4 separate regions of the Mus musculus genome follow, and all the other regions are linked to region 3. Evidence: chromatin contacts called from public capture Hi-C and promoter capture Hi-C data. All regions are on one chromosome and are shown on one strand. Each heading gives the region's core, a stretch centred on a gene start, on an enhancer-like site or on the middle of the called end of the contact. The rest is flanking DNA. Distances are from core to core; before and after follow the strand shown. Region 1 holds the start of Wipf2 (WAS/WASL interacting protein family, member 2). Region 2 holds the start of Gjd3 (gap junction protein, delta 3). Region 3 holds the start of Med1 (mediator complex subunit 1). Region 4 overlaps Npepps (aminopeptidase puromycin sensitive).

The links. Promoter capture Hi-C pulls out the DNA fragments that hold promoters and counts their contacts. Capture Hi-C pulls out chosen DNA fragments and counts their contacts.
Region 1: a contact with region 3 is called in a promoter capture Hi-C map of adipose tissue. The contact joins the promoter of Wipf2 here to the promoter of Med1 in region 3. A contact is called at or near these places in 3 of 39 promoter capture datasets (the C10 cell line, liver and pre-B cells) and 1 of 9 other capture datasets (adipose tissue).
Region 2: a contact with region 3 is called in a capture Hi-C map of macrophages, with 6 times the contacts expected there. The contact joins the promoter of Gjd3 here to the promoter of Med1 in region 3. A contact is called at or near these places in 1 of 39 promoter capture datasets (pre-B cells), 1 of 115 datasets of contacts at active chromatin or transcription factors (embryonic stem cells) and 1 of 9 other capture datasets (macrophages).
Region 4: a promoter capture Hi-C map of liver shows a contact between it and region 3, with 2.6 times the contacts expected there. The contact joins the enhancer-like site here to the promoter of Med1 in region 3. A contact is called at or near these places in 3 of 39 promoter capture datasets (embryonic stem cells and liver) and 3 of 115 datasets of contacts at active chromatin or transcription factors (large pre-B cells, pro-B cells and stem cell-derived neural progenitor cells).

The regions. Positions count from the first base shown.
Region 1 is chr11:98,858,780-98,865,710 of GRCm38.p6, reverse strand. It overlaps Wipf2 (WAS/WASL interacting protein family, member 2), which reads right to left and starts at 2,113. Exons shown (of 8, transcript NM_197940.2): 1 at 1,809-2,113.
Region 2 is chr11:98,979,019-98,985,574 of GRCm38.p6, reverse strand. It overlaps Gjd3 (gap junction protein, delta 3), which reads left to right and starts at 2,555. Exons shown (of 1, transcript NM_178596.3): 1 at 2,555-5,628. The coding sequence starts at 2,559. The coding sequence ends at 3,395.
Region 3 is chr11:98,189,779-98,196,488 of GRCm38.p6, reverse strand. Med1 (mediator complex subunit 1) reads left to right here and starts at 3,196. Exons shown (of 17, transcript NM_001080118.1): 1 at 3,196-3,430. The coding sequence starts at 3,406. Gm38963 (a long non-coding RNA gene) reads left to right here. Exons shown (of 4, transcript XR_880193.2): 2 at 99-336; 3 at 1,312-1,405; 4 at 2,452-2,553.
Region 4 is chr11:97,227,326-97,234,256 of GRCm38.p6, reverse strand. It overlaps Npepps (aminopeptidase puromycin sensitive), which reads left to right. Exons shown (of 23, transcript NM_008942.3): 13 at 2,259-2,368; 14 at 4,364-4,427. Among named protein-coding and RNA genes, the nearest start is that of Kpnb1, 43 kb to the right of the region's middle. Within about 2 kb of position 5,081, at least 10 of the 459 cell types and tissues checked have an H3K27ac peak or open chromatin away from gene starts, as enhancers often do. A contact at or near this core is called in liver, where this site is marked.

The DNA.
Region 1 (6,931 bases), core at 864-3,363, 670 kb before region 3:
GAGCACTGACTGCCCTTCCAGAGATCAAGAGTTCAATTCCCAGCAACTACGTGGTGGCTCACAACCATCTTTAATTGAATTGATGCCCTCTTCTGGTGTGTCGGCGACAGGATGTTCAAAAACATTAAAAATAAATTCTTTTTTTTAAGTTTTATTTATTTATTATTTATATGAGTACATTGTAGCTGTCTTCAGACACACCAGAAGAGGGCATCAGACTTCATTACAGATGGTTGTGAGCCAACATGGGGTTGCTGGGAATTGAACTCAGGACTGTTGGAAGAGCAGTCAGTGCTCTTAACCACTGAGCCATCTCTCCAGCCCCCAATCTTTTTTTTTTTTTTTGGTTTTTCGAGACAGGGTTTCTCTGTGTAGCCCTGGCTGACCTGGAACTCACTCTGTAGACCATGTTGCCTCGAACTCAGAACTCCGCCTGCCTCTGCCTCCCGAGTACTGGGATTAAAGGCATGCACCACCAAGCCCCACTCCTTTTTTTTTTTTTTTTTTTTTTAATTAAGATACTAGGATCAGCAGTTAAGAGCACTGTCAGCTCTTCTGAAGGTCCTGAGTTCAATTCCCAGCAACCACATGGTGGCTCACAACCAACTGTAATGAAGTCTGATGCCCTCTTCTGGTGTGTCCGAAGACATCAACAATGTATTCATACAATAAAATAAATAAATCTTTTAAAAAATATATTAAGATAGCTGGGTGGTAGTGGCACACACCTTTAATCCCAGCACTCAGGAGGCAGAGGCAAGTAGATCTCTGCGAGTTCAAGACCAGCCTAGTCTACATAGTGAGCACTAGAACAGCCAGGGCTGTTTCAGAGAGAAACCCTGTCTTGAAAGAAACAAAACAACAAACAAACAAATATAGTTTACGGGGCTGGGCAGTCATAGTGGCCCACGCCTCCCTCTGAGGTAGAGGCCAGCGGATCACTGTGAGTTCCGGGCCAATCTGGTCTACAGACTCTGAGTTCCAGGACAGTGAGGGTTACACAGACAAAGTGTCTCAAAAAAAAAAAAGAAAGAAAGAAAGAAAAGAAAAGAAAGAGAAAGAGAAAAAGAAAGAAGAATTTCAGGGATCAGATGTAGCAGGTGGATCAGGATTTAAAGGCCAGCAGAAGCGGGGACAGAGGTAGATTCCAGTGCACACCAGCTTCCTCCAGCTCCTCGTTTCAATATTATCCTTCCAGAATATGCCTTCCTAATCAGTAACTCGACCGCACACACAGCCTACGTCTAGCGAGCGCCTTCAGATTTTCATCTTCCCTCAATTTCACGCCGCTCCAACAGGGATCCTTCAACTGCAGGTGCTTCCAAGAGCATCTCAGAACATCACTCCGACTCCCTCTCATCCCACACTCTCAACATCTCCCCCAGTGTAAACACGTTCGCTCTCAATCCTCCTCCTCACCCCGATCAATCCCGAAACGTCACACCGATCCTCCTAAACTCGAGAGCATCCTGCCAATAATTACCTTTCCCCAACAGGTCCTCCCTTCCCCATCTCCCCCTCCGCGCACGGCTCCCCTCCTACCTCACCCAGAGTTGCCAGTCTTACTCACCTCACCCAACCCTTCAGGATCTCTAATTTCCTGTCTCTCAAAAAACCTCCCTCCTGCCCATTTGCTCAGTCGGTCCCCGCCGCCCTCCACTCGGATGGCCCACGCCCCCTCTCCAGGGTCTCCAGGCCCCGCCCCCAGGACCCCCTCTCCGCATCAGGCCCCTCCTCCGGTGTCCCTCCCCCCCCCCACCACAGTCCCCCCTTCCCGGCTCTCCCTCCCACTCAGGTCCGCAGGTCACCTCAGCGGCGGGCTCAGCCGCCCCGGCGTCTTTCCCACTCGGCGGGGGGCTGCTCCGGGAGCGAATCCTCCGTCACCTCAGTCCTGGTTTAGTCCTGCTCGTTCGCCCCGCGGCAAGCTCTCTCGCTCTCTCTCGCTCTCTCTCTCTCTCTCTCTCTCTCTCTCTCTCTCTCTCTCTCTCTCTCTCTCTCTCTCTCTCTCTCGCCGCCGCCCCTTTTACCAACCCGGAAATGGATCCGCTCCCACCGTCCCCAGCGTCCGCGAACAAAATGGAGGCGGGGGAAAAGGAGGAGGGAGCCGAGGGCCGAGGGCCGCGGGACGCATGCGCTCAGGGAAGCCTGCCCTCTACCGGCGCACGTGGGGGCGGAGCGCCACCATCTTGAGAAGGTCGCGAGTCCGCAGTTGGAAGTCCCGTTTGCATCTTGGGACTGCAACTGGGGCCGCCTGCGAGGCTTTCAGTAACGAGTGATGCCAGGATTCGGTCCATGAGATGCTTATTTAATTGGTTGGATGCGGCCTGAGCGTCTCGACCTTTAAAATTGCGCAGGTAGAGAACCAGTGAGCTAACTGATGTATCTCAAGTATGTTTTCTTTCGTGTTTATTTTTTTGCGCGCACACACACACACCATAAGCCCTAATATGGTCTAGAGTACCCTTGAAGAGGCCCAACAGACAAGCTCTGGTTGTCATAGCAACAGAGAGGCGAGCTTCTTCTAGCAGGTCATTGGTTAGGTCGTTGTAACCACTTAACTAGTGATCCCCAGCTCGGTAGGCTGAGGCATGGTGTTGTGAACTCCTCTATAGGTGCTTGGATGAGAGAGGGGAGTCCTTGTCGCTTGCTGGTTTCCATTGCTTAACTCTGTTGCCGATGACTAAGGATCTCATCTTCATACACAAAGCTCGCCACCACACCAAGCAACCCCATTGCTACCCTATGTCTCACTGCTTCTCCATCCAGTCAACCCAGTGACCAGGGCTGAACCTCAAGTAAAAGGCCAATATCAGCTAGCACTTAATCCCCACTCACTAACTGTGTGTTCGTGGGTCTCAGCTACCTCATAGTGTTTGTCCTTTCTCACAGTGCTTGAAGGCTCATCAGGTAATGAATGAATGGGAAAGCATGTGATAAGCCATAGCCTGTTATTATTTTTGTTTTCCCTCTGTTCTGCCCCACCCACTAGTGCTAAATGTCACATTGAACATTTGCTTTGGGCCATTCATTGAGCTCTGTACCTGGGGATGGTTCCAGATGTGACTCAAGCAGACAGCTTCTGCCCTCCGGGAGCTCACCATGCTGGTGTATGGTGCTCATGCGGGCTGGCATGTAAACAGACAGCTGACGTCCAAGTCAGTGTGCGATTAGAGTTGTGACATGTGCCGGGATGTCACAGGAGTGATGAATTCCTGCTGAAGAATGAGAAGAGATTTGTAAATGGTTTGAACTAGCCCCTGCAAGATGAGTAGAATTTTGCTGGGCTCTGTAGCTCAGAGGAGGCAGAGGCAGGCAGATCTCTTAGCTGGGGGCCACCCTGGTCTACAGAGCAAGTTCCAGGACAGCCAGGACTGCACAGAGAAATTCTGCCTCAGAACACCAAAACAAACAAAACAAGAAGAAGAAGGGGGCTGGAGAGATGGCTCAGTGGTTAAGAACACGGATTGCTCTTCCAGAGGTCCTGAGTTCAATCCCCAGCAACCACATGGTGGCTCACAACCATCTGTAATGGGATCTGATGCCCACTTCTGGTGTGTCTGAAGACAGTGACAATGTACACTCATATATAAAATAAATCTTTTAAAAAGAAGAAGAAGAAGAGGAGGAGGAAGAAGAAGAAAGAGGGGGAGGAAGAAGAAAAAAGAGGAGGAGGAAGAAGAAAGAGGAAGAAGAAAAAGAAGGAGGAGAAAGAGGAGGAAAGAAAAAAGATGAATAGGATTTTGTTACTAATCAGTGAAGGCGGGGAACACATACCAGGCATGATCAGTGGATGCAAAGGTAAAGATGCTCAGATAGCTACGTCATGAATATCTGATAATGGGGCGGCTGGACGAGAAATGCAGTGAATCTGCACTGTTTACTAACTAGAGCTTCTGAACTCTTTCCTTCATCTCCTTACCTGCCCCGTCTTCGGTTGCTCAACGATATGTAGACCCACTTTCTTCCTTCCTCCCTCCTTTTTAAATTTCTTTTTAGTTATATTTTTTTTTCCATTTATTTATTTATTCACGTTACATCCTGATCACAGCCCCCCTCCTTCCTCTCCTCCCAGGCCCACCCTCACATGACCCTCCCCTCCCCCTTTCCTTCTCCTCAAAGAACTTGGTACCCTATGACTACCAACCCTCCTTGGCACATCAACTCCCAGCAGGACTAAGCGCATCCTCTCCCACTGAGGCCAGACAAGGACGGCTAGCTAGGGGAAAGGGACCCAAAGTCAGGCAACAGAATCAGAGACAGTCACCTGCCAATTGTTAGGGAGCCCATGGAAGACCAAGCTACACAACTGCTATACATGTGTAGGGGGCCTAGGTCCAGCCCATGCATGCTCTTTGGTTGATGGTTCAGTTTCTGTGAGCCCCCTGTGGGCCCACATGAAGTGGCTCTGTAGGTTTTCTTGTGGTGTCCTTGACCCCACTGGCTCCCTCAATCCTTCCCTGCAGTGGACCCACTTTCAATCCCTTCATGTCGTGAAGTCACCTCTTCATACCATGAAGTCCCCCCTTCATACCATGAAGTCCCCCCTTCATACCCTCAAGTTCCCTCTCAAAGCCCTTGAAATGGTTATCTTTGTCTCATGCTTGTTGTCCAAGCCCTTGCTTCAGTGTCCCCTCTCCTGAGGGTATTCTCTGCCCAGTATAGCTAAAGTAACCCCCTGCTCTCTTGTTCAACCTGTGTCAAAGAGCAGCCACTAGGGTGAATACAGGGGCATCTCACTTAGGGAAATATCAATAACAAGCTTTATGAAGAAAGAAACCAAGACTCTATCTCCCATTTTCTACATGAAGTCTATAGGAATGGGCTAGGATCTTCAGATTTTGTGCTTTCAATGCTTGGTGGCTCTGTACTGTCCTCCTCCTCCTCCTCCTCCTCCTCGTCCTCTTCCTCCTCCTCTTCCTCTTCCTCCTCTTCCTCCTCTTTTTCCTCTTCCTCCTCTTTCTCCTCCTCTTCCTCCCCCTCCTCCTCTTTTTCTTCTTTTTGTAAATGAGTTGTTAATATGTGTATGAGTGTTTTGCCTGCACATAACTATGTGTACCTCATGTGGGCCTGGTACCCTTGGAGGTCAGAGGAAGGTATTTGATCTCCTAGAATCAGAGCTGCAGATGGCTGTAAGCCACCATGTTGGTGCTAGGAATTGAACTGGTATCTTCTATAATAGAAATAAGCGTTCATAACTGCTAAGCCATCTCTCCAGCCTCATGATTGCTGGTTTTATTATTTATGTGTGTACTTATTTATTTGGAAACAGGGTCTCACTATGTAGCTCTGGCTGCTCTGGAACTTGCTATGTAGACCAGACTGGCCTCAAAGTAATAGAGATCTGTCAGTCTCTGCCTCTGGACTGCTGGAATTAAAAGCATCCACCACCATGCCCAACTATAATTGTGTTTTTAAAAATACAAATAGAGAGGGCTGGAGAGATGGCTCAGCGGTTAAGAGCACTGACTGCTCTTCCAGAGGTCCTGAGTTCAATTCCCAGCAACCACATGGTGGCTCACAACCATCTGTAATGGGATTTGATGCCCTCTTCTGGTGTGTCTGAAGACAGCAACAGTGTACTCACAAACAATAAATAAATCTTTTTAAAAAATATAAACAGTCGGGCAGTGGTGGCGCACGCCTTTAATCCCAGCACTTAGGAGGCAGAGGCAGGTGGATTTCTGAGTTCAAGGCCAGCCTGGTCTACAAAGTGAGTTCCAGGACAGCCAGGGCTACACAGAGAAACCCTGTCTTGAGAAACAAAACAAAACAAAACAAAAATAAAATAGAAGTAAGACAGTAAGACATTTTCTGGGTGCGTGGTTCATGCTCATAAACTTGGCGTTTGATGAGCTGAAGCAGGAGGATGACTATGAGCTTAAGGCAAGCAGGGCTACTTCGTGAACTTTCAGCCAGCATGGGCTATGTAGTGAAACTGTGTTGTGCTCCTAACCCCAAAGCTGGAGGAGACAAAGACAAGTGGACCCGAGGGTAACCAGCTAGTCTACCTAAATCATCAAGTTTCAGGCTCAGCGAGAGACTCTGTCTCAAAAATTAAGGTTGAGGATAGGTATGGTGACCACACCTTTAATCCTGGCACAGAGGCAGTAGCAGGCAGGGCTCTGTGACTTTGTCCCCAGTCTGGTCTACATGGGGGGTTCCAGGCCAGCCAGTGCTACTCAGAGAGACCTTGTCTTTTTTTTTTTTCCTTTGGTTTTTCGAGACAGGGTTTCTCTGTGTAGCCCTGGCTGTCCTGGAACTCACTCTGTAGACCAGGCTGGCCCCGAACTCAGAAATTCACCTGCCTCTGCCTCCCAAGTGCTGGGATTAAAGGCATGCGCCATCACGCATTAAGGCAGAAATGTTCTGTGCCCTATTATTCCCATGTCTAGGAACCCTGTGAAATTGGTCTCTGTACTGCCACCTGGTGGTTGAAAATGCCACTGCCTAAATTCCTTGCTCTCTCCTAGCCATCCGCCCAACAGAAGTAGGGATAGTTTCTTCACCAGCCCGGGAGATCGGATGCATCTGTTCAGTTTGCTTCCTAATTCCCAGCCCATTGCTGCCATGTGGATCTTTGGCTCACCCATCCAACACGGGCAGGGCAAAGGAAGAAACGCAGTCACACCAGCCACCAAAAAGGAGGCCTGCAGCTTAAAAGGTGCATGTTTCTCAGTGACTAAGACTCCTTGGAGGGGCAGCAGAGATGGCTCAGTGGGTAAGAGCACTGAATGCTCTTCAGAAAGTCCTGAGTTCAATTCCCAGCAACCACGTGGCTCACAACCACCCATAATGAGATCTGACACCACATGGCTCACAACCATCCATAATGAGATCTGACGCCCTCTTCTGGTGCGTCTGAAGTCAGCTACAGTGTACTTATATATAAAAATAGTAATAATAATAAATTAATTTTTAAAAAAAAGACTCC
Region 2 (6,556 bases), core at 1,306-3,805, 790 kb before region 3:
CTCAGGTGGGGTGGGGTCTGGTGGGCTTTTTCCAGCCTGACGAAGCAGGAGCAATGGGGGCTGGGGCTGGGACCATTCCTGGGTAGTTAGGAAAGAAGAGATGTGACCCTGAGCCTCCATAGCTGAGGACAGGGTGCAGACGGCAGCTCGGCCGGAAGTGAGTGGCAGGGGTCGCCCGGTGCTCCACCTCACATCCTGTTTTCAGAATGTGGGGTTCCAGCACGTGCTATTCTCTTGGATTTTATCCAGGGTAGCGCCCCCACACCCAGGCCTATTTCTAAGGGACCCTGCAGGAGGATGGAAACGTTCAGGGGCACACCCAAGCTGGAGTTAACCAAAAGTTTTTCCAGGCTGGGCTAGACCCCTGACTGAGCCAATCAGTAGAGAACACATTTCCCATTAGGGACCCACTGTTAACAGACAGAAACCCATGCAGGTCTTTGTACTGACTGGGGGAGAAAATATCACGGAGTACGTGAGGACTAATGACCTATCCCTTCATAGGAGTACGCACAGCCCACCTCAGTGCTGAGACCCTCAGCCCCACGCAAGACCCCACCCAGGTATAGAGAGGTGGCAGTTTTCCCTCGCAAGCTGTGAGGGAGCATGCGCTCCAGAACCATTGAGGCCAAGAGTGAGTTCATGGTCCGCCTTTCACTGACTGCGCATGTGTGACTCTCTAAGCCTCGGTTTCCCCGGCTGTAAGGCTGTAAATAGTGCCGGGGTAGCTGAAGACTGAATGAGTGGGTGACTGAGGTAGACAGAAGGGAGAAAAACACCATCTTAAATCGGGAGTCCCTCTTCCTGGCCCACTCGGGTCCCCGTGGATTGTCTATCATGGTCCCGCATCTCCCCGCACCTAGACTGGTAGACAAAGCTCCATATTAGAAAATCCTTGGCAGAAGCTTTTCTCACTGCTGTTGACCTTATGAGGTGCCACACACCTCACGGTAAACCTAGACATTGCTGAGTAGGAAAGACCAGAGCTTTGGCTTAACCACGGTAGCCAGCTATCTCCACATCTTCCTGATGCCCTCACGGAGTATTTCCAAGCACTGGGTTTGGGGTTTCTGTAACACAGCTGAGACCTGGTCATTAAGATGGGCGACTATGACGGGTGTGGTGATGCATACTTAATGTCCTGCACTTGGGAGGCTGAGGCAGGAGGATCATTTACTTCAAGGGCAGCCTGGCCTATACGGTAAGGTCCTGGCCAGCTTGAACTACACAGCGAGACTCTGTCTCGGAACAAAGTAAGAATCTTAGAGTTTAGCTGGCTCAGGTGACAGACCAAGAGATCTTAGCCCAAGTGACCTACATGGCTCATCCAAGGTCCAATAGTGGCAGAACCAAAAGCCCCCCCCCCCCAAAGCCATATTTGTTGTCCCCTAAAAGCCGAAGTTATCTCCCTCTGGCCCACAAGACCCTTCAAAAATGGGGTCAGTTGGTTGTGGTGGACCTAGTCTTCAGTTTGAGGAGTCTGCCAGGAGATAGGGTTCCCATGATTGATCTCTCTGGCTCCCTCAATTAAAAAAAAAAATGTAGCTCTAGTTAGCCTCCGTCCATCGCCAGATGGAGACATGGCTATGGGATGGGCATGGGGGGTAAGGGATGGAAAGAGAAGGCAGGAAGGACCCAACAAGGGGTGTGGCCCTGGATCTATTTCCAGGGTGGAGCCGGACCACAGGTCACCCTGTCCCTTTAAGAGAAGGGGGAGAGCTAGCCCCTCTCAGCCATACTTGTCCTATCATCCATCCCGGCCAAAGCCAAAAAGGAAAATGAAAGAGGGACCCAGAGGGACAGGTCCCAGCTGTCTCTCAAGGTCCTCCGCTCAGCTCTAAGGCCCAGGTCCCGGGGTAAGTGGGGTTGGGGACATCTAGAGGCCACTAAGGGTCTACAGGGACGGGACGTGGTGTATTCTGTGTGTCTGGGGAGGCTTACAAGAGATGCTTGATAATTGCTATCAGAGAGGAGTCGAGGGGGCTGTGCCCGGTCTCCTTGGCTGAGGTTGGTGAGGAAGGGAAGATTGAGGGCGGGCGAGAGATCCTAAGTTGGAAAAACAGGCTTCTGTGTCAGCTTCCAACCCCAAAAGGCGTTCCCTGCTGCGAGGTGAGAGAGAAAGGAGACAGTGGGGGCTCACCCGGCCTGGCCCTCCCCTTGCTCCCAGGGGTCTCAAACAGAAGGAACGTAGAATTCTAGACTCCAGTAGCCGCTCTTGCTCCTGGCACAAAAAGCCAGGCCAGCAAGGTTGGCCCTGAAGAAGAACCTAGAATCTGGGGAACCTTAGGGTCTCCCTAGCCAAGCAGGCCCAGGCCAGGTGTGCGGGGAAATCCCTCCTCAGCACCCCTCTATGCCCATATGAAGGAATCCCATAGCTGAGGATGGACTATCCTCACACTCTGACATTAACTCATTAAACCCCAGAAAATATTCTTTCCCTGGCGCCCTCCGAGATTGTTGAGGGACGGGGGTGGGGGTGGGGGTGGGGGGTGGCGGGGGACAGGGGGTATTCAGCCCGCCCCAGCCTGTGACTACCCCCTTTCCTCGTCCCCAGCGTCATGGGGGAGTGGGCGTTCCTAGGCTCCCTGCTGGACGCGGTGCAGCTACAGTCGCCGCTCGTGGGTCGTCTCTGGCTGGTGATCATGCTGATCTTCCGCATCCTGGTGCTGGCCACGGTGGGAGGTGCGGTGTTCGAGGACGAGCAGGAGGAGTTCGTGTGTAACACGTTGCAGCCCGGCTGTCGCCAGACCTGCTACGATCGCGCCTTCCCGGTGTCCCACTACCGCTTCTGGCTCTTCCACATCCTGCTGCTGTCGGCGCCGCCGGTGCTGTTCGTCATCTACTCCATGCACCAGGCCAGCAAGGAGGCGGGTGGTGCGCAGCTGGCCCCGCCGTGCGCGCGCGGGCGTGCCGAGGCGCCGTGCTCCCCGTGCGCCCTGCGCGCTCGCCGCGCGCGCCGCTGCTACCTGCTGAGCGTGGCTCTGCGCCTGCTCGCCGAGCTGGCTTTCCTGGGCGGCCAGGCGCTGCTCTACGGCTTCCGCGTGGACCCGCACTACGCGTGCGCCGGGCCACCTTGTCCGCACACGGTCGACTGTTTCGTGAGCCGGCCCACCGAGAAGACCGTCTTCGTGGTCTTCTACTTCGCCGTCGGGCTGCTGTCGGCGCTGCTCAGCGTGGCGGAGCTGGGTCACCTGCTCTGGAAGGGTCGCCAGCGCGCCAAGCTGCTCCCGCCGCCGCCGCCGTCGCCCTCTTTGCCATCGCAGCGCGGGGACCCCGACCCTTTCGGCCCGCCAGCCTACGCGCACCGCTCACCGGCAGGCGACAGCGAGGGCGAAGGCGGCAGCGGCCACAGCAAAGCGTCGCTGGCTACCGTGCGCCAGGACCTGGCCATCTAGCGGCGAGATCGGAGGCTGGATATCAGCACCCGGGTCCTTGGAGGCAGAAGGCTTTGCTTCTGAAAGACTGCGTAGGACCCTGCCTGAGCAGAAGATGAGCAGAGGGGACCGCCAGGGTTCGGGTGGGGGAGGTGTCGCACTTCCTAGTGCTGGTTACGGCAGCCGTGTTAAATCAGGGAGGCTCCTCGGTGCTGTGATCCCTGCGGAAAGGGAGGACGCCAAGGGCTCCCCTGAGAGGCGGCAAACCGGCCGTGGGTGACCTGATTGTTGCACCGGGGACAAAAATCAACAGTGATGGCAACATTCCCAGGTTCCCTGCTAATTCAGAGAAGAGTGGTTTTCCGTGAGCGCTCTGCACACACTCTCTCTGGACACACTCAGATGGGTTGGCTGCTCAAGCATAGTAAACCTCTATGAGCTGTGTGTATTTGCATGTGTATGCTTGTGAGGGTCCGCACATGCGTGTGTCCACACGTATACATCTCCCAAGTGACAGGCGATAGAGACCTGGGTTCATGCCTGCGTGCACAGAAATGTACATGTATGTCCTTGAAGGCTCTGTGTGGATGCATGTACGCATGCGTCCTGTGTTAGCTCTGTATACACACCTATACACACGTACATTCTGTGTGTGCATCCGCCACCACTGTCAGTCACTAACCCAGCCACCTATGAGGCAACTCTGTCCCCAACAGGAACTGACAGCAAACAGTCCTGTTCAGTCAGATGTGTTCTGGGCCCAGTGGCCAGGCAGGGTAGCCCAGTGGCTAGGCAGGGTAGCTAAGCTCCACCTTGGAGGCTGACTGGGACTGGGGTGGGGCTCGACTTGAAACAGTGCTGTGCTTTCGGCTTACTTCATCTCTGGTCCCACCTGCCATTGTTCCCTGTAATCTATAAATGTGACTGACTCCTACCAATCGTCAAGGAAAGCTGCCCTTCAAAGAGAGGTGTTTCTGGGTCCCCATTCCCTTGCAACTAGCCTAGACTTTTTGTTTTTGTTTTTCGAGACAGGGTTTCTCTGTGTAGCCCTGGCTGTCCTGGAACTCACTTTGTAGACCAGGTTGGCCTCGAACTCAGAAATCCACCTGCCTCTGCCTCCCGAGTGCTGGGATCAAAGGTGTGCGCCACCGACTTTTTTTTTTTCCAAAGAGATGCCACATGGCTCTGTCACCCTTTTCGTTCTGTCCTCTCACCTGTGTTCCTCCTTTGTCACCTGTGTGGCCATCCTGAATACCCTCACTAGGACCAAGTGATTAAGCCCTGACAGAGCAGGCCTGGCTGCCTTCCCCTGCACCCCTGGCTCTGTCAGATCCACTGCCCAGGCCCTGCCGTTAGCCACCATACCCCAAACAGCTCGTTCTCCCCCACACCAGCCTTCCTCTGGCCTTTGTATGCCCTGGGAGCTTTCTACATAGCCTTATTGGCCATAGGGGAATTCCCTGTTCTTGGGGTACAACCAGCCTTTTCCCCAGGCTTGCTGCACACTAGGCTCCCCTTAGTTGGGCCTCCACCCCTACCTTGCCATCCGTCAAACCAGCCTGAAGTTTCTGTCCCCGGCAAGCATGCCCACTTGGTATGCCAGTTTTAGACATGCTGTTGGGTGCAGTCTTACTTTCTGAAGGCCTGCCCCCCCCCCATTGCCTGCCTTTGTCTTTTGGTCTCATTTGAAGAAAATGTGCCTCAAGGCATGGCTTTCTCTGCCCTGAGCTACAGTCAGGCACCCTGTGTTCCAGCCTCGTACCATCTGGGCATGACATATAGTGTTTTGGGCTCCATCACTCCATCACCATGCTGAAGCCCACGCCCGCACTCCCAGTGGACGAGTCTGGTTCTCGGATGTCGGGTCGAAAGCCTGGAACCCTCCACTCAAGCATACTCGTGGATGTCCAGCTGCCTTCCAAAGACAGTCACTCAACAATAGCGGTTCAAGATCACTCACATTCAATACAGTTGCACATGAGACACAATGTAATATTTAGGTTTGATTTTGATTTCTGAGATAGGATTTTTGGGGTTTTGTGTTTTGTTTTGTTTTGTTTTTGTTTTGTTTGAGATAGATACATAGCCCTGGCTGGCTAGGAACTCAATTTGAGGCTGACCTCAAATTCAGTGACTTCAGAGACTGTCCCTGGCTCCCACTGCCAGGATTAAAAGCACACATCCATACTTACAATGTAATTTCCAATTTTCATTCAACCACATTAAAAAAGCAAACGGACACAGGCAAGATTAATGTAAGTAGTGTTGTTTTCTTTAACCTACCTTATCCAAAACAGTCCCGCTTGAGCGCATCGTCCGTCAGTGTCTGCAAGGATCAAGGAGATATTTCCCATTCTTTTTCTCACACCAACCTAGAGTGTACTGTACACATAAGGTACATGCCAGTTCAAACCAGCCCAGTCTGCAGACACGGGTGTGGCTGGCTGGCACATGCAGCCCAGATCCAGATGTTGGGCACCTACATCTACAGGCTGGCACTTCTGTCCTCATAGAGTTTGCATTTTGGTGGGAAAGACATCAGAAAAGATAAGGGGAGAGCGATGTTCCTGAGGAGGTGACACTTAAGGGACCAGTCATGAAGCCGTTTCCAAGAAAAGCATTCAGGTATTCAGGTAGCCAGTGCCAAACCTCGAGGTGGAGGTGTGCCAAAGCCAACAGAGAGACTAGTGTGGCTGGAGTTGATCGAACATGGATGGATGTGGTAAGGAGTGGCCAGCAACTTAGAAACAGTCCATCAGATCTTTTTTTTTTTTTTTTTTTTTTGGTTTTTCGAGACAGGGTTTCTCTGTGCAGCCCTGGCTGTCCTGGAACTCACTCTGTAGACCAGGCTGGCCTCAAACTCAGAAATCCGCCTGCCTCTGCCTCCCAAGTGTGGTCCACTCCCTTACTGGCGCACCTCCACCTGGTGGGACCACCTCTGCCAGCTGTTGTCCAAGCATCTGCAGCTTGTTTTCTGTAAGACACCAGTCACCTACACCTCTCTCATCAGCATCTCCTGTGTCTGGTGTTCTCCGCCCCTGCAGCAGCTGCCCAGGATCGTCTGTTGCCTAGAGCTGCCCACAGCCTCTGCTCCTGCCCTAGATAGCGCCTTTTGAACTTAGCCTTGCCAGCATAAATCTCCCTTCAGGGCTGAATGCTGCTTCTGTCACCCTTGTCCCAGC
Region 3 (6,710 bases), core at 1,947-4,446:
CTGCAGAGAATTTCCTTAAACATGAAGGTAAAACAACTCAAAACAGCTTCAGGAAGTCCCTGAAACTGACCAGATTCTCTCTGCTCCTTCTTCCCAAGAGTAAACAAGCCAAGCTGCTGACAAGGAAGGCTCTGAAGAGTGGTAAGCTGCAGAGACTCTGAGCTGGAAGAAACAGAGACCAGCTTAGCTGCCTGGAAGAGGGTTAGACCAACCGAGGCTCCTGCAAAGGACACTCTCAAATGTGTTGAGATGCCCACAGGCTGTGCCGTGTGCTTCAGGTTCCCATGCTGGGTGGGGCCTTGGTCATGCAGCTGTCTTTGAGTCATTTTTGCTCCTGTAAGTATCCCTAATAAAACTCATTGGTTCACGAAGTTGGACTTTCACCCTACCTTGTAGTGAGCTAGCTACCTATCTGGGGGTGAGAAGATGTGTGTGTTGCATTTCCCCAGGAAAGTGTGGTCACACAGTAGCATCCCTACACACATCACAAATACAAAAGCACACTAAGACCGTTTCCAGATATTCACAAAGATCTCTTCTTACTAAATGTGTGCTGCTGGTTCTGCTTTTGTGAACCATGCTGTCTGTTAGGATGGCTTTGGGAAATGTTTGACTAGCCTTTGGTTGGTTCGTTGGAGACATCTCACTATGTAGCCCTGGCTGTCCTGGAACTCACTTTGTAGACCAGGCTAGCCTTGAGTCTCCCTGTCTCTGCCTCAGCAGTGCTGGGATTAAAAGCCTGAATAGCATTTTAAAAAAATTTTTTTTTTTTTTGAGGGCTGCAGAGATAGATCGCCCAGTGTTTAAGAGCACTGGGTGCTCCTCCAGAGGTCTTGAGTTCAATTAGCAACCACATGGTGGTTCATAATCATCTATAATGTGATATGATGCCCTCTGTGGCATGCAGGTATACACACAGATAGAGCACTCATATCCATTAAAAAAATTTTTTTTTGAGACCAGGTCTCTCTACATGAATCTGGTTGGTCTAGAACTTGGTGTGTAGACATGCTGGCCTCTCTGTCACAAATCTGCCTACCTCTGTCTCCAGAGTTCTGCGATTGAAAGTATTCGACACAACCTAGGCAGCAGTGGCACACCCTTTAATCCCAGCACTCTAGGCAGAGGCAGGAGGATCCCTTAGTAGGAGGCCAGCCTGGCCTACAGAGCAAGATCCAGGACAGCCAGGGCTACAGAGAGAAACCATGTCTCAAAAAAAAGAAAGGAAGAAAGAAAGAAAGAAAGAACAAATGAACTACACTAAGATCAGATCTTTTACTCACTGTTGAAGTTTATTCTGATTGTTTCCAGAGGTCATGAACGTCTCAGAATTACAGAAATTGTGTTTGTGAAGATTTATCAAGACATTGACTGAAGATGTTTTTTGTGATTCATATTGTAGAGAGTAAGTTAAACGTGTGTTTTCACTGGTGTTATAAAAATCAATGATAATACATAGTAGAATCAGAAAAAAAAAAGTTCTCTAACCTAAAATCCTATGTAGTCTTATAAAATGTATAAAACTGAATGAAATAGGTTAGACTTGCTTCCAGGGTGTGTAAAAAGCACCAGTACTGGAGTGTAGGTGCTGTGGTGCTGAACATAAGCAGGATGAGGAAGCCGGTGGATCTTTGTGAAGTCAGGCCAGTCTGACCATGCATCCAGGCCCCGAGCAGCCAGAGCTACAGGAGCCCTGTCTCAAAACCAATAAGACAAACAGCAACAAAAGCCTAAAGTACTGCGGTCCTCTTTTTAAGAATTTTAGATATTACTTTAACAGTTTCTGTGCTTGATATAGGTTAAGTCCTTATTTATTTACTATAAATTGTGCATTACCTCTGTACAAATGGGAAACAAATTAAGCTCAATTTAGATCAATATACTGTTAATTTCTGTACAGAGCCAAGCTCAACATGGTAAACGATGATAATGTTTTCCAAAAATCATCTTCTTTGTGTGTGTGAAGTCATTCTTTTTTTGTTTTGTTTTTGTTTGTTTGTTTGTTTTGTTTTTTGGGTTTTTTTTTTTTTTTTGGTTTTTCGAGACAGGGTTTCTCTGTGTAGCCCTGGCTGTCCTGGAACTCACTCTGTAAACCAGGCTGGCCTCCAACTCAGAAATCTGCCTGCCTCTGCCTCCCTAGTTCCTTTCTTTTTCTTTTATTTATTATATATATATGTATGTATGCGTGTATATGTGTATATGTATGTGTGTGTGTGTGTGTATATATATATACTGTACCTGTCTTCAGACACTCCAGAAGAGTGAGTCAGATCTCATTACAGATGGTTGTGAGCCACCATGTGGTTGCTGGGAATTGAACTCAGGACCTCCTGAAGAGCAGTCGGTGCTCTTAAATTAACTGAGCCATCTCTCCAGCCCCTTCTTTCTTTTTTTTAAACAACATAACTGCTTCTGGTTCTTCAGGAAATTTCACCTTCCCACTTTCTCTAGGAATTAAACCCAGGACTTCAGACATGCTAATCAGGTATGTTGCTGGTGAGTTACAAGTCTTGTCATCTTACAAATCTTACTTTTTTGTTGTTTTGTTTTGTTTTTGTCCAGGCAAGGTTTCTCTGTAGCCTTGGCTGTCCAGAAACTTTGTAGACCAGGCTGCCCTCATACTCAGAGATCTACCTGCCTCTCCCTTCAGAGCGCTGGGATTAAAGGTGTGCGCCACCACCAGGCAAACTCTAAACACCCAAACACTAAAACTCACTGGAAATCTTTCAGTAGAGATTATTTTGTAAGGACCGGTTTTCACTATCCCCTTCCTCATTGGGATTATAGGAGTGTGCCACTTTTCCAGGTGCTCAAAGAGCAAACATTTTGTTTCGTTTGAGACAGGGTTTCTCTGTGTAGCCATGGCTGTCCTGGAACTCACACTGTAGACCAGGCTGGCCTCGAACTCAGAGTTCCGCCTGTCTGCTGGGATCAAAGGCTTGAGCCGCCACCACCGCGGGACGGAAGAGCTAACGCTTTTAATTTACAAATTGTGTAACTGTCGGGATGCAAACATAAACTTTCAGAGAGATGTCAACTCTGGGCACACACCCTTAGACGCCAAGGTGTGAATTCTGAGCCAATCGGAGCCGGGCCTGCTAGAGATCCTGCGGGGAGGACGAAATCAGCCAACCTCCGCGAGACTTTGGTGCGGTTCCTTCTTCCTCCGTCTCACAGGAACACGATTAATCTCGCGATCTTTGGGAAGTTCCGTTGGGGAAGATGGCGGCGGCCGCGAGCACCCTTCTCTTCTTGCCGCCGGGGACTTCAGACTGAGCCTTCCCCGGAAGAGTCGGGGCCGCTGGTGCGCCGCTTCCCCGGAGCCCAGGCTAACTTGGTTCCCCTCTGAGTGGCGGGGAAAGGCTCCCCGGCTCGTGGCGGACCCAAGACCTCCCCGCTGTCAGGATGAAGGCTCAGGGGGAAACCGAGGGTGAGTGACTGGGGGGTGGCGGGGAAGGAGGGGCGGTACACCGCTGCGGCGAGCCAATCCGAGAGAGGAGGTGGGGACCCACGCCCCTCCAGGGCCACCGTGCGTGGGACCGGATCCTGGTGGAATGTGCATCTTAGATCCCGACCGAGCCCTACAGATGCTGGAGCGCCTCCTCCGGGGCGCTGCTCCCCCGTCTCCTCCACTCGTGAAAGGTTTTCTGCGGGACGAGGGACGAGGAAGTTGAGCCTCAGGGTACTTTGAGCTTAGCCCGGTGGGACCCAAGGAGAGGGAAACTGAAACTTGTTGATGCTTTGTTCCAGGAGAGATCGCTGAAGATGACACTAGAACAATGTAATGTCAAAGTAATGGAGGGTGTTTTAGCCGGAGTGACTTGCTTGGTTCGATCTTCATCATAGTAAAAGCGGGCCGTTTATTACTTGGAAGGTCATAGTGTTCAAATACTGTGCTGTGTCTTTACGAACTGCTTTCAGTTGTGCACGACCGGTGGCTTTAAAGCTTGGGGGAGAGGTGTTCAGAACTATAAACTGGCAGGAACAATCCCCAAACCAGTTTCCCAGTTGAGGGAAGAAAAGGGAAGGGATAGAATCTTCTTTGTTTCTTGAGACAAGGTCCCCCTGCCTCAGCCTCCCAAGTGCGGGCTTACACACCTCTCGGCCAGCTAAGAGTTTGATTCTTGGTTCAGATACTCCCTCCCACGACCTGGACTGGCTTATCCAAAAATGAAGTCTCGACATTTGTAGCAAAGTGGACGATACTCAAAATAAGCCATATTAAGATAAATAGCACATTTTCTCTTATGAGGAATCTCGACGTAGGTATGTGTTGGTGTGTGTTGGTTGTGAAAACATGGGACCATGTGGGAACAAAGGAGGTCTGCAGGATAGAAAGGTTAGTGGAATATGAAATGAAGTGAGAGGTTTGGCTGTTTGGAGGTTGGGGCAGTGTGGCTCTCAGAGGGAGAGGACTTGGACCAAGTATAATGGCCTATATGTATAAGAATGCCAAAATGATATGCATTGCTTTGTATGTTAATTTAAAGATAATTTAGAGGCTGGGAATGTAGAGCAGTGGTTAGAGTAATGTCTTCTTGTCCATGGGTTCAATTCCCAGCACCAAAAGAAAAGGAAAAAGGGAGCCAGGTGTGGTGGCCCACAGCTTTAATCCCAGCACCTGGGAGGCAGAGGCAGGCGGTTTCTGAGTTCGAGGCCAGCCTGGTCTACAGCGTGAGTTCCAGGACAGCCAGGGCTACGCAGAGAAACCCTGTCTCCAAAAACCAAAACAAAACAAAACAAAAAAAACCCCTAATTATTTTTTTTTTAAAGATTTTATTTATTATATATGTAAGTACACTGTAGTTGTCTTCAGACACTCCAGAAGAGGGTGTCAGATCTCATTATGGATGGTTGTGAGCCACCATGTGGTTGCTGGGAATTGAACTCAGGACCTTCAGAAGAGCAGTTAGTGCTCTTAACCTCTGAGCCATCTCTCCAGCCCTAAAACCCCTAATTATAATAACGTCTTCCTTAAATTGTGCTCCAAGTATATCCTTCAAGGTGTTGTGAGCCCAAGGGTCCAGTGAGAAACCCTGTCTTAAAAACTAACACGCAAAGAGCCAACTGGTGATGGTTCCTGCCTTAGTCCTAGCACTTAGTAGAAAGAGGCAGGTGGATCCCTGAGTTTGAAGCCAGCCAGACCTACAAAGAGACAAGACAGCCAGGGAAGCTCTGTCTCAGCCGTACCTCATAGCGGCACACACCCATAGGAGGCTGATGAAAGGAGACAAGAGGATGCCTTAGAGCATAGTCTGGGCAAGCCTGGGAGGTGACCCATGTTTATAATCCTAGCACTTCATAGGTAGAGGTAGGAGTATGAGGAGGTCACCACTTACATTTCTTTACTAGGAGGTAGGGCATCTACCATATCCACTGTGGGCTCTGGGGCGTGAACCCAGACTCTCATGTTTGGCATTGCGGGTGCCTCTACTCTTGTAGCCATCTTGTCAGCCCTCAAGGTCATGGTCAGCTGGGCTGTGAGAGACTGTCTCAAAATGGAAGAAAAAAAGCAGGGAGGTGGCTGGAGATCGAGCTGAGGGTTTAAGAGCCCTGTGCTTTTGGCATAGGTTCAGGTTTGGTTCCCAGGAAACACATGTCCACGTAGCAACTCACAAGCATTTGTAACTTTAGTTTCAGGAGTCTCGGTGTCTTCTGGCCTCCATGAGCACTGCACAGACATGCCACACATCCATGAGTCAAAAAATCAAAACAATAACAGCAACCCTTCCCCCAAAAAAACCCAAAAAAATGCATACCCAACATATTTTTTTTTGAAATAAAGAATATGTATTTCATGTGTATGGTGGTTTTATCTCCCTGTATTTCTGTGTACCAAGTACATGCCTGGTGTCCTTAGAACCCAGAAGAGGAGAGCAGATCTCCTGGGACTGGAGTTGCATGTGACTGTGAGCTGCCATGTGGGTGCTGGGACTTGAACCCAGAACTTCTGAAAGAGCAGCTAGTGCTCTTTAAAGGATGCATTGGGCATTGTAGAACTGTTTTGATGCCAGTACTTAAGAGGCAGAGGCAGGTGGACCTTTATTTGTTCAAAGCCAGCCTTTTTAGACCCTAACACCAGATAAAACAACACAATGCATCGGGGCCTGGAAGGTCCCATGTACTCATGGTGAAAGGTGAGAACTGGCTGCAGAAAGCCATCTTCTGATCCCCACAGGCACTGTGGCCAGTTTACACCTGTGTTCACACATCACAGACAGCCGGGCATGGTGGCCACGCCTTTAATCCCAGCATTTGGGAGGCAGGCGGATTTCTGAGTTCGAGGCCAGCCTGGTCTACAGAGTTCCAGGACAGCCAGGGCTACTCAGAGAATCCCTGTCTCAAAAAAACAAACAACAACAAAAAAAGACATCCTCACACAAATAATAAACACAGTCTGGTTTGGTTTCTAGTAGTATTTTCAATGTTCGTTTTATATATGTGGATGGTTTGTTTGCATGTATGTCTATGCATCGCATGTGTGGCCGTGGAAACCAGAAGAGGGTGTCAGATCCCCCGGAACTGGAACTGGAGTTAGAAATGTTTGTGAGCTGCCATGTGAATGCTGAGAGTCTCACTCAGGTCCTCTGGAAAAGCAGCAGGTGCTCTAACCACTGAGCCATTTCTCCCTTGGTTTTTATTGTTGCTGTCTGTTTTAAGACAGGGTCTCATTATGCAGACCAGACTGGTCTTGACATGACAAAGGTATG
Region 4 (6,931 bases), core at 3,832-6,331, 960 kb after region 3:
TCTGTATAGCCCCTGGCTATTCCAGAACTCACTCTGTATACTAGCCTGGTCTGGAACACAGAGATTGCCTGTCTCTGCCTCCCCAGTGCTGGAATAACAGGTGCATGCCGCCATACCTCTTTGTAAGCTCTCGTGCCCTGAGTGCCTTAGTCCTTGCTTATGTTTTTAGTGTCATCTCCCTATTTTTCTGTACTGTTTTCTGTTTTAGAACTTGCTGAATATATTGGTGTTAATTTTTTGTTGTTTATTTTTTTTGTTTGCTATGTAGACTGGACTCTCCTTGTGAGTGCAAAAATCCTCCTGCTTCTGTCTCCTAATTGCTGAGATTCAGGGCATGCTCCACCAGACCCAGCAAGAGTCTGAGGGGGGATGGTGTACATACATGCGTCTAGGTTAAAGGTCTACATTGGATGCCATTTCTAGGTAGCCACGTAGTCTTTTTTGGGTTTTTGCTTGTTTTCTCATCTTCAGTGTATGCATTCCATGCATGCAGAGGTCAGAGGACACTTTTTGTGAGCTTATATTCTCCTGTCCTTGAAGGTGAGAACAGAGCTCTGGTTATAAGCTTCTGTAGCAAATGCTTTTACCTATAAGCTCCACCCTAGTTTTGCTTTGCTTGTGTGAATGGTTTAGGATTTATTATTTTTAATTATACATAAGTGCCTGTGTGTGGGTATGGTCACGTGAGTACACATATCTCTCAAAGTCCAGAGCCATCAGATCCCTCTGAAGCTGAAGTTATGGGCTGTTGGAATGACCTTGCATGGGTGTTGAGAACTTAATTCGGGTGCTTTGCAAGAACTATAATATGATCTTAGGCATTGAGTCATCTCTCCAACCCAATCCCCAAATTTTACACACCTTTTTTTTTTTTAAGATTTATTTATTTATTATATGTAAGTACACTGTAGTTATCTTCAGACACTCCAGAAGAGGGCGTCAGATCTCATTATGGATGGTTGTGAGCCACCATGTGGTTGCTGGGATTTGAACTCGGGATCTTTGGAAGAGCAGTCGGTGCTCTTAACCACTGAGCTATCTCTCTAGCCCTTTACACACCATTTTTAAAGGCACTAAATTTAATTAACCCAAGGTTCAGAAAGTAGGCTTGTATGGCTAGCCAGGAAGCCCTGGGTTTCTGCCTGTCTCCCAGGGCTGGGATTGCAAATGCACGCTACAACCTCAGCTTTTAAGTGGTTCTAGGATCAAATTCAGGGTCTCATGCTTTGCATAGCAAGTACTTCACTTATGTGCTTTTTTTCCAGGCATGGCATACATTGTTACCCTTTTGCTTTCCCTCTATAACCAGTGAAGTTTAACCAAATTAGTTTTATTTTGGTTGTATCCACATTGAATATATTTAAACTTAGACTGATTGAATGAGTGTCAGTGAGTTTGTCAGTGATTGTGTAATGAGCTTATACTTGTTTCTGTTTGTCTTACTTATGATCAATTTTTATTAGAATGATTAAATTTATTTTAGAATAAAAGTCTAGGTGTTTGGTCATTATGTGTGTGCAGAAGCTGCGTATAAGTGTTGAATGGCTTCCTCAGTTGCTCTGTACCTTACTTGTCTTTGAAGGGCGTCACTGAACCTGGACCTTACCCAATTAGGCCAGTCCAGCTGGCCGTCCCCCAGGAGCCCTCTTGTCACTGCTTCCCTACTACTGGGGTTATAAAGCTTTCCCCACCACAGGATCTCCCTACATAGTCTAGCTCTCTTGGAATTCACTCTAGATCAGGCCGGTCTCAAACTTAGATAAATGCCCATTCCTCTGCCTCCCTCTTGCTGGTATTGGAGGCGCACACTATCACACCCAGCTCATGTTACCAATTTCCTTATGGGTGCTGGGTGAAGGGGATCTGACCTCGTGCTAGTGTGGCAAGCACTTGACTGAGTCCCCAGAACAGCTTTTTTTAGTAGAATTTACTTAGTTGTAGCCTTGTGGGTAGACCATTTGTTTGAGCCTCTGTATGATGGACCTAACAGTTGGTAAGCCATGCAATGTTAAAAGGTATGTGAAGCTGGGCATGGTGGCGCACGCCTTTAATCCCAGCACTTGGGAGGCAGAGGCAGGCGGATTTCTGAGTTCGAGGCCAGCCTGGTCTACAAAGTGAGTTCCAGGACAGCCAGGGCTATACAGAGAAACCCTGTCTCGAAAAACCAAAAAAAAAAAAAAAAAAAAAAAAAAAAAGGTATGTGAATATTTGATACAGGAAATAAACATTTCCAGTTATTGTTTTCATTTACCTTCTAGAGGATCTCTGGGAAAGTTTGGAAAGTGCCAGTGGCAAACCCATAGCAGCTGTGATGAATACCTGGACCAAACAAATGGGATTCCCTCTCATTTATGTGGAAGCTGAACAGGTAAGCCTGTGAGAATCCTTGCACAGCTGGGTGTGATGTGTCATCCATGGAATCTCTGTACTTTGAAGGAGATAAGCAGACATGAGTTTGAGCCATGTCTTGGCTACCTAGCCAGACAGTTTGGAAAACAAAGAGAATATTAGCACACCAGAATGATTGTTTCTTCTCTGAGGATTTCATTTCTCAAAACTGTTATGCTTATTAATGATTACACTTAATGCAAACTACTGGTTGCTATTTTTTTTTCTTTCCTTTTTTTATTTTAAGGCTCAGAACCCTTTTAAACTTCAGTAGGCTGCTGGGTATAATGGTGCACACCTTTAAGCTTAGGATGTGGGAGGAAGAGGCAGAAAAGAGCTCTTGTGAATTGAGGCCAGCCTGCTCTACATAGTGAGTTTCAGGACAGCCAATGGATATGCATGTAGAGAGACTTTTTTTTCTTTCTGAGACTGAATATCACTGTGTAGTGCTAGCTGGCCAGGATCTCTTAAATTCTAAAATGCATGATATCTGGGGGCTGGTGAGATGGCTCAGTGGTTAAGAGCACCGACTGCTCTTCTGAAGGTCCTGAATTCAAATCCCAGCAACCACATGGTGGCTCACAATCATTTGTAATGAGGTCTGTCGCCCTCTTCTGCGGTGTCTGAAGACAGATACAGTGTACTTTCATATCACAATAAATAAACCTTTAAAAAAGCATGATATCCATAACCCATAATCCCTACTTTTTAAATGATTTAATCATAAATTTTTAAAAATTATTATTTCATGTGGATGGATGTTTGCCTGAATGCCTGTCTCTGCACCATTTGTGTACCTTGTAACCACGAAGGCCAGAAGAGGGCATTGATCCCTTGGAATTGTAGTTACGCAGATGGTTGTGAGTTACTGTGTGAACACTGGGGAGTTAAACCCAGGTCCTCGGGAATGAAGGACAGCCAGTGCTTGTAACTGCTGAGCCATATCTTATTTATTTAGTTAGTGATGCTGTGTATTGAACCTAGAATCTTTTCTTTCTTACTTGTTTGCTTCCTTGTTTTAGTTTTTGGAAACGGTCTTCCTATTTAACCTCAGCTGGCCTAGAACTTGTAGCTCCCTTTCCTCCCCAGTGATGAGGTTAAAAGCTTGTACCACTATGCCTAGACTTCAGTTCTGTTTCTTGTGCTTAGTTTACTTACTAAGGTCATTATTTGTTTAGTTTTACATTTGATTTAAGTTCAAGTGTGTGATCTTTTAAATATCCCAGAATGCAGTTATTGATGAGCAGTGAGGCCAGTGACTGCCTGTTTTTTGAAGGCTTTTGTCCTTTGGTGGGGGTGGGTGAGGCTGAGTGCCGAGTGTAAGTGTGCACATTTGAGTGTGTGAAGGGCCGTCAGTAGGCTGCCCACCCTGGTTTTTTGATAGGGTCTTTTACTGGGACCTGGGATTTGTTAGTTTGGCTGGGTTGGCTGGACAGCAAGCTCCAGGAACCCTCTGTTTCTGCCTTGCAGACACTGGGATTATAAGTGTTCATTATCACACCCCAGTTTTTACATGGGTGCTGGAGACTGAACTCAGGACCTGGAGCTTGCATGGCAGTTAGATTGCATGGCAAGTGAGTTATCATCTTAAAGTGTTTTATAAACACATAGGCTATTGCTTTTGATTTCTAGACTTGAAGTCACCCCTACCCTCACATTTTTTTTCTTTTTAAGACATTTAAAAATGCATTTTAAAACCTTATTGCATTCACATGGGTATGGGACGATCACTGGGACATGAATGAACAGCTTACCAGGGGCCACATCTCTGGAGAGAATTGAAAGCAGCTCCTTATTAGCTAGGGGTGTGGCTCACGATTCTTTCCTCAAGAGTGACTGACTTTCTTTTCCAATTCTGTAGTTTTCTCATCTCATTGCAGAAGATAATTTGTACTGCTTCCCTGCCTATATTGTCACAGAAACACTCCCAACCCAAATCGCCATTGTTGTCACAGCCTTTGCTTTGCCTCTGTAGGTAGAAGATGACAGAGTGCTGAAGCTGTCTCAGAAGAAGTTTTGTGCCAGTGGACCATATGGCGGTGAGCAAATATGATCTCAGAGGGAACTGACCAGTAAATCTCGATTCCTTACTAATAGTTTTCAAAATAAGAGGAAGCATGTTATTTGTCTAATTATACTTTGGATTTAGTTTAGTATTTATTTATTTATTTATTTATTTACTTACTTACTTACTTCCTTATCTACCTCCTTATTTACTTATTGTGAAATAGAATTTATTGTGGCTCTGACTATGTGCACTAGATGTGCCTGATCTGCTGACCAGGCTCACATGGTTTGTGCAATAAATACATCTGCCGGGCCTGCTCTCCAGTGGTTGGAAATGCCCAGGGGTTTGGGGGTAGGGTTGTCAGTCCAGCTTCATGGTCCCCTTGGTGGCCTTTTTCTCTGCCTGCTTGGCTTCCATTTCTCTTCTACTTTCCTCTCACTTTTTTGGTCCCAGCTCCTCCTTTACCTGTCTGCTCTCAGCCTCCAAGCCTTCCTAGTTGTTTTCACCCCAGGAGTCTGGGTCTGGCCTGGGCTGAGCGCTGGGACCAACAGACAGGGCAGCAAAGGGGTGGTCGCCCATGTCACTGGGCTCTGCACCACCCTAGTTATACTAGCTAGCAGTGTGCTTTCTAGGGGTGGCTCCACAGAGCTGGGTTCCTGCCAGCCCTGGTCCCAGGAGCTGTCAACTTCCGAGCTGCTCCAGTGTGAGTCCAGAGACTTATGGTCTCGGTGGCTGACCTGTCCGGCTTGGCTCCCTTGGACCTTGGCACTTTAGTCATCATCCAGCTGTGCCGAGACAGATTCAGCTTCCTGTTCGATGCTGCCCCAGTTATCTTATATGTGTGTGTGTGCCTGCTTGTCTGTGTGTGTACCAATTATGTGCAGGTACCTGAGGATGCTAGAGGAGGACATTAGATCCCCTAGGACTACAGTTATAGTGCTCTTAACTGCTGAGCCTAATCACTCTAGGCCTAATCTTTAAAATTGTGTGTCTCCCACAAAGCTTCAGTGGCCTTTAATCCCATCATTTCGGAGTCAGAGGCAGGCAGATCTCTTGAGTTCAAGAGCAGCCTGGTTTTGCCAGGGTGATCCAGGACACCTAGGGCTACACAGAGAAACCCTGTCTTGAAAAACAATAAAGTTTATAGCTCTCTTACTGAAAGAGAATAAAAAAGGATTGGAATACCCCAAGAAATGTAAGGCAGTGGTTTTCAGTTTTCCTAATGCTGCAACCCTTTAAGACAGTTCCTCTTGTTGTGACTCCCCTAACCACAAAAATTATTTTTGCTGCTACTTCATAACTAATTTTCTTACTATTATGAATCATAATGTCAATATGTGATATGCAGAATATCTGATGTGTGACCCCTAGGAAAGGGGTCATTCAACCCCCAAAGAAGTTGAGGCTCACAGATTGAAAACTGCTGCTCTGAGAACTTACTGTGTTAGGGGGGTTTTTTTGTTTTTGTTTTTTAAGTGATTGGGCTTAATAAGTATTAATTCAGTGACGATTGTCTTTACTTACCATTATCCTAGGCACTTCAGTTGCTTCTTACGTTATGCTCTCAGCATAGAGTAATGCTTCTCTTCTACACACTAAAGCTGAGGTGTGGCTACGGTGGTTAAATTGCTCAGTCAGGTTGCTTTAGTCTCAGCCTTTGGGAGGCAGAGGCAGGAAGATCTCTGTGATTTTTAAGGCCAGCCTGTCTACAAGATTGAATTCCAGGACAGCCAGGGCGATGTATAGAGATCTTGTTTGCTCCAAGTTATCTATGTAATGAGTTTAGAAGAGTGAGAATTCAAATAAGATTGTGGAAGTCCCTCACTTTGTCCTCCCAACTGCTGCCACCTTCCTGAATAACTCTGCATGTCATCAAACCCTTTCTACCTATAAAGTTTTAACCAGGCAATTTAATTTTTATTGAAGAAACTTAAGTTTCATTTTCTTTAGAATAGTAGTCTCAGTAGGGAGAGATATGTGTACCTGCCACTTTGTCACCACTGTCCTGTCATGTTGTGTTCACAAGATCCAGTAAAGAAAAATGGCCTTCTGCTCTTCACTGTCTCACTTTGAACTACTCTTCTCAGTAGGGGCCATGGATTTGATCTCCAGCATTCCTTGCCTAATGGGAAAAAGAAGTCTAACATGTCAGTTTATGGCTTTACTCGCCAATTAAGTCTTTAAGTGCCACAATTTCTATTTTCTCCCTCATATTTATAATCTGTGTTGTAATACTAACAGGTTTGCAGGTTTTTCTATCCCTAAGACCAATGCAGGTGACATTAAAACCTTGGGTATCTCAGTGATTTAACATTCAGCTTAGGGCTAGAGAGATGATTCAGTGGTTAAGAGCACTGACTGCTCTTCCAGAGGTCCTGAGTTCAATTCCCAGCAACCACATGGTGGCTCACAGCCATCTGTAATGGGATCTGATGCCCTCTTCTGGTGTGTCTGAAGATGGTGACAGTGTGCTCACATAAATAAAAATAAATAAATAAATGATATATTCTTTTATAAAAAGACATGCAGCTTACT